Regions from separate parts of the Mus musculus genome. Here region 1 is linked to region 2. A link is a contact called in public Hi-C data. All regions are on one chromosome and are shown on one strand. The core of a region is the stretch at or near the end of the contact, and the rest is flanking DNA. Distances in the headings are between cores, read along the strand shown. Region 1 overlaps Cd86 (CD86 antigen). Region 2 holds the start of Fbxo40 (F-box protein 40).

Region 1 (2,976 bases), core at 377-2,876, 340 kb before region 2:
GACTTCTTCAAAGAAGACATTCAAGTTGTCAACATGGAAAAAAAAAAGATACTCTTCAATAAGTGCACGGACAACTTATACATCCATGCAATGATGTAATGATTAATGATAAAAGGAAAGAAGCCACCAGGATATGAAATACATGGAGAAAACTTAAATGTTTGCAACTTGAGTAGAGAAGCCAATCTGAACAGCCTACATACTATACAGTTCCAATAGCATGATATCATGAAAAAGAAAACACATGGAGACCGTAAGATACAAAGGTGGGGGAATAAACAGATGGTGCATACCATCATGTATGATAGGGTAATGGCGGTCATGGCAGTACACATTTGATAAACCCATGTAACGCATAAGAAAGAAACTTAGTCTTCTAAATCATGAGCTTGGTCAATACTAATGTCTTAACACCTGTTGATTGGTCCTAACAACTATACTACCCACTGAAGATGGTAATAGTAGAGGAAGCTGGGTGCTTGGTAGATACAGCGAGGTGGGAATTCTCTGTACTATCTGCTCAATTAAGGAAAAAAAAGAATCTAAACTGTTCTAAAAATAAAAGCTATTAATTTAAAGACACACACACACTAACCACACATACTGATTCCTGGCAAAGCGACTAAATCAATAATGTGACATTTTAGCTCCTGCACTGGTGGGAAAGTGAATTAGCATTCGAAGGCTCACTTCCCCATGGTCCACTCAGGGCATCAAAATGCCATGCATACAGCCTCTCTGAGAAAAATCTCCAATGTTGTATTTATAGCTGCTCTCGATAATTTATGCATATTTCTGGTGCAGAACCATAAACCTATGTCAATTCCTTAAGTAAGTGAAAGAAAAAAAAAACCCACCATTTTCTGTGGGTCAGATACATTTAAGAAAAGTAAAAGTTCCAAGTATCTATCTTTCTCCCTCTCCCTCGCTCTCTCCCTGCCCCCTCCCTCTCTTTCTCCCTCCCCTCTCCCTCTCCATCTCTCTCTCTCTTTCTTTCTCTCTCTAGAGGTACACTATTAGAAATGTGGTAGATTTCTCTTTGAGAGAGGATGCTTTCTTTGTCTATCCCATGAGCACATCTTATATAGTTAAAAGCATTTGAGGTTTCCGTTTTTCTTTCCCGGTATTTTTTTTCAGCCTTTATTTTTGTTGTACAAGTAAGTCACTGACATAGGAAGGGACCCTCTTTTTCATAAGCTCCAAACAGATTTCTGCACTCCCCACCCCACCACCTCCCGATCTGCCCCACTAGCCCCATGCTGGCTTCTCTGTTTCCTTAGCTGTCCTTTATTCACTTTCTTGTGATGCAAATTTACACTCATTAATCATTCGGTCTAGGAAACCAATGTCTATTGTCTGTCAGATGCATTCTAACAGTTTCTGAACCTAATACCTACCACCCAGACCCAGGGACATACTTCACCTGGATGTTCTCAAGGGAGAAATCAGAAAAGGCAAGCCACCTAGGGTATTTGCAGGGAGTTTTCAATTGAGTGCAAAGACTCTGTTTTCTTCCCCACACACGATAGCTTCAAAACCTATAAACTTTAACAGCAGCCTACAATTAGGTGAACTGAAGACATCGTTCACTTTACTGAGGGGACTTATATTAAAACCTGGAGCTCATGGTTGAGTAGATAAAAATTGCTGTGGGGGTGTGTATACTCCAGGCAGGGTGCGGCTGAGCTGGAGCGTCTGCAGAGATGTAGTTACATTAATGCTATAGGCAGCAGAGAATATGAGAAGGGTTGGCCTGGTGGACCTCGGGCTAGTGACTATAGCTGCAGCAGATGAGGCCTGAGATCCCAACATCCAGGGTCTGAGGGAGGGAGGATTGCAGCCTGGTGAAGACACAGCAGAATAGAATGGGGGCTCCTGGGAAGCGTGTGTAAAGCACCCCACTGGTTCATAGGAAACAAGACAGACCATAGGTCAGGGAAGCAAGGATAAGGTTGAGAAGGACCATGTGGGGAGTAATGGGGAGATCACCAGTCACCCCAGGGACACTGGAGACCAACCAGGGTATTCTAAGAAGACATTCAAGGGACTTTTCCTATCTTGCCTGCCTTACTGGGCATCCAGACATGTCGTGGAAGGAGCTACTCAGGACCTTGGGTTAACTGCAGACTCTAGAGACACACAGAGGCACACACAGGCCTGATTTCTCTTTATTCCTTTGTATTCCTGAAATGTTTTCTGTCTTCCAACAATACATGACATCAAAGATGTCATTACACCATTTGAGATATCTGGCCTTGGGCCCAAGGAGAGCTGGAGAAGAATAGTCCCTGCCCTCTTGGGACCTGGAGCTGAAGCAGGAAACCTGTCCCCATCCAGCAAGGTCAGGTGTCTGACCAGGTGATTGTGAACATGCCTGGGGACTAAGAAAACTCAGGCTCTGCATACCGAGTGCCCTCTTGGCTTATCCATTCTGAGAAATTGCCATTTCCCTCAGACCCTCTTTTAGAAAACGCAGAATGAGGTAATATTCTAAATGTCAAAGTTGCTGGAAGACATCGGTCCATGTTTTTTCTTTACAGAGGAGGGCAGAACATGCATAACAAAAGTAACACATTTTTTGAAATGACAGTATATTTCAAATTTGAGGAAGCCAGGATTTTTGAAAGTACCTTATGCAAAAATATCTGGGCAGGGGTCTAAATAAGATGTGAATGGTAAAGTAAAATAAAATAGGTCGGGGCACATAGAACACAGACTATATAAATGACTAAATTTTTTAAAGCTATTTTTTTAAGCTTCTATTTCACCACAGGGGTGGGAGAAGGACCTCTGAAGATCCTAAAGCTCACTTCTGCATGACATCTTTAAAGCCAGAAGCAATGAGCGGGACATTGGTGAACCCTTTGTATGTGCATTCACACACCTGGATTTAGTTTTCAAGTTAGTGGTGCAGGACCACTGAGGTGGTTTTTAATTAATTAGTTAGTTATTAGTTAGTTAGTTAATTAATTCATG
Region 2 (3,025 bases), core at 484-2,983:
GCAACTGTTGTCCCCGTGATGACTTCTAAGCTAACATACCCAAGTCTCATAAAGATAGCAGCCCACCGTACATTTCTGATTCATTGCCATGGAAACCCTGGAAAAATTAAATGCCACAGGGAACTGACTGTGCCTAAACAAATAGGTAGGAAAGTAACATAGACTCCTGTATAGACAGATTCGGGGTTACTCCTGTACATTGGAGGTTATAGTGGGCTACAAGAGGGAGCTAGAAGTTAGGCATCTGAGTAGTTTGACTCAGCATTGATGGCTCGAACCCGAACACCACAGATCCCTTTCCGTGTGGGCCACTTCCCAGGATGACCTCAGCTGAACTCTAAACTAGAGAAACATAAGGAAATAAACAGGGCCCATTACTGTTGCTAACGTTTTTCATGCACATAACAATATATAGCAGAGGTTCTTAACTGGTGGAGTGTGGGGGGTCACATAAAGGATATTCTGCATATCAGGTATTTACATTATGGTTCACAACAGTAGCAAAATTACAGTTACAAAGTAGCAATGAAATAATTTTATGGGGGGGGGGGGTCACCACAACATGAGGAACTGTGTTAAAGGGTCACAGCATTAGGAAGGCTGAGATGCAGATATTCCAGGAGCTAGGAGTAGTCCATCTGCCTCTTAAGCTTTTAAAACCATGAATATCTTTCATCACTTCACTTCTGCTGCTCTGGGTGTACTCGCCTCAAGCTGGTCACAGTTTTGAGTTCGGGTGCCTAAGTCTGTGTATGATTTTCAGTTTTCACTTTCATGGCTGCTTCCCCCCGCCCCCCCCCCACACACCCCCAAGAGAAATGGGCGGGAAGGAATTGCCCTGAAGCAGTTTTGTTAGGCAAAACTGAGTTTCAGGTTGCAGGCAGAGTTTGAGCAGCCAGTGCTGTTGAAGTACCGCTGTGGTACATTAGACCGCGATGTGGCTCAGTAGATGGAATTTAAGCCTTGTGACCATGACTTGCAATTAAAGCCACAGAGGTGGTTGGAGAACAGCATTGCAGCGTTTGGACTAACCCTGGGTGTCTACTTTTTCCCTTACCACACACTGCCCTCCCCTGTCACCACTGTGTGACTAAGGTAGCACTGAATCGCTCTGGTTGACTGTAGTAGAAAACCTAAACCGGCAGAAGGCTGCTGACATTGCAAACTGCTGTAGGATTTAAAATCCAAAACACCTTACACATGGCCAGGGCTTTCCATTACCAACCTTTCCCCCATCACCCACATGTAACAAAGTTTAATAACCTACCTTCCACGGTACAAAGGAAATGCACAGTAAGCCTCGGTCCGGTCCACCCATTTATCATCTAAATAACCTGGGTCACACCTGCCGGTGTTTGAAAAAATCTTACCTAAACGGTACAAGCTGGCTCAGCATCCGCAGCTACCAGCCCTTTGCCGTTGATCAAGCAGGTCTGGAGGAGGTGGGTGCCGGTGCTTCCGCTGCAGCAGAGCACCCAAGTTCTGTTGGAAAGGCAAGCGAAAGGGAGAAAACGCCAACTGACATAGTTCAAGCGTTTCAAAGTTAAAAATAAAACTATATCACAGGGCAATGTGACCGGGCTCAGCTTACGACCTCTTTCGTCTCTGTAGGTTATCAACACTCAATGTCTAAGTGCTGGAGGGGCAGAGGAGAGCCCATGGGAAAGTAGCGCTTAGAGCAACCCCGGACTTTGTTTCACAGAGGAGGGAGGAAAGCCTTTGCAAGAAGGGTCAGAGCAAGGCCAACACAGCCTGAGTCCTGTGTGTGCCGTGGGCAGGTCCAGCTGTGTCCAGGAGCTGGGGGAGAAGCAGCTGGCCTCTTGCTCTAATTATAACCCTGTGTTCCACCCAAGCCCCTCACTGGCTGAAGTAGCAAGTTGTGCAAGGGACACAGTTCCATGCTTCTGCTTCTCCCGTTTCTTCTCAGGACAGGTTAGCATCTGCTTTCCTCTGGCCCTGGCCTTTCCCAGGTGGCAGAGAAAGGGAGAGTTTGTCATTCAGAAACAGTCAGTTAGCAAGTCCAAGGAACAGAAGTAGAAGTGGTAGGAGGCTTGGCTATCATTTAGTACAAGTTCCTTTTTACATGTGAAAAGACACAGGATCAGGGAAGGTGAACTATTACATCCATCACCACAAGGCTCAGAGCTAGAAGAAAGACTTCTCAAAGTCTGGGATTCTTCGTCGGATCCTTTTCAAGATAGTTCTTTCAACCTCTTCTTTGAAAAAAAAAATAACGTGAATATTATCTAGTGCATCAAACTGCTCAGTGTGGCTCCCTTTTGAATGTGGGTGGATCTTCAGAGTAAAGAGATGAGTTTATATGTTCTGCTGTGATGAGCAAGCCGTCTCTGAAATTCCCTCCACCCCGTTCTCTCATGCACATTTGTTTATGTGGGCAAGCTCATCTGGGTGAAAAGCCAGACAATAGAAATGATAACATTGTATCCATCTTGTGTTGCAGCACTTCACTGTCTTTGTAACAAAGTTTTCTTGCAGATTCCTTAGGTTGTAGATGATGTCTCAGTCACTTCCTTTCCAGACTGGCTGCCTTTTCTTTTCTTCCTTCCCCCTGTGCCTGGCCTGGAATGTCCTGCACTGTGTTGAACAGGGGCAGCAACAGGGGCTGTCCTGACTTGTCCTGGACAGCCCCTCCTTCATTGGTAAGTTGATAAGTCACCTGTGGAGTTTTTAGTGAATGAATACAAGTACCCTGTGAATCTCTCAGGCAGCTTTTGGCAGGTGGAGGCAGGGAATTAGTAGTTAGTGTCTAGTTTAGTGTCTGTTCTCATCATGAAAGGCTGCGGACTTTTACCAGATGGTCTCTCTGTAGCTCTTGTATTGCATTGATTGGTGTTTCTGTATTGAACCAAACTTCCATTTTTGGCTAAGCCTCATTTGGTCTGGTGCATAGCTTTGTTACTATTGCCATGATGGAACACCATGACCAAAAGCAACTTGGAGAGGAAAGGGTTTATTTCTTATTTATTCAAATGAGAGTTTCTTCCTTGATTGTTTCTCCATGTGT

Evidence for each region. Hi-C and Micro-C count contacts between places; a contact is called where the count stands out from the background.
Region 1: a contact with region 2 is called in a Hi-C map of embryonic stem cells, with 3 times the contacts expected there. The contact joins the enhancer-like site here to the promoter of Fbxo40 in region 2. A contact is called at or near these places in 1 of 39 promoter capture datasets (pre-B cells), 2 of 484 Hi-C or Micro-C datasets (embryonic stem cells and pre-megakaryocyte-erythroid progenitors) and 1 of 115 datasets of contacts at active chromatin or transcription factors (microglia).

The regions. Positions count from the first base shown.
Region 1 is chr16:36,648,170-36,651,145 of GRCm38.p6, forward strand. The region is part of intron 1 of Cd86 (CD86 antigen); the gene reads right to left. Among named protein-coding and RNA genes, the nearest start is that of Cd86, 16 kb to the right of the region's middle. Within about 2 kb of position 1,627, at least 4 of the 459 cell types and tissues checked have an H3K27ac peak or open chromatin away from gene starts, as enhancers often do. A contact at or near this core is called in embryonic stem cells, where this site is marked.
Region 2 is chr16:36,988,734-36,991,758 of GRCm38.p6, forward strand. It overlaps Fbxo40 (F-box protein 40), which reads right to left and starts at 1,734. Exons shown (of 4, transcript NM_001358217.1): 1 at 1,371-1,734.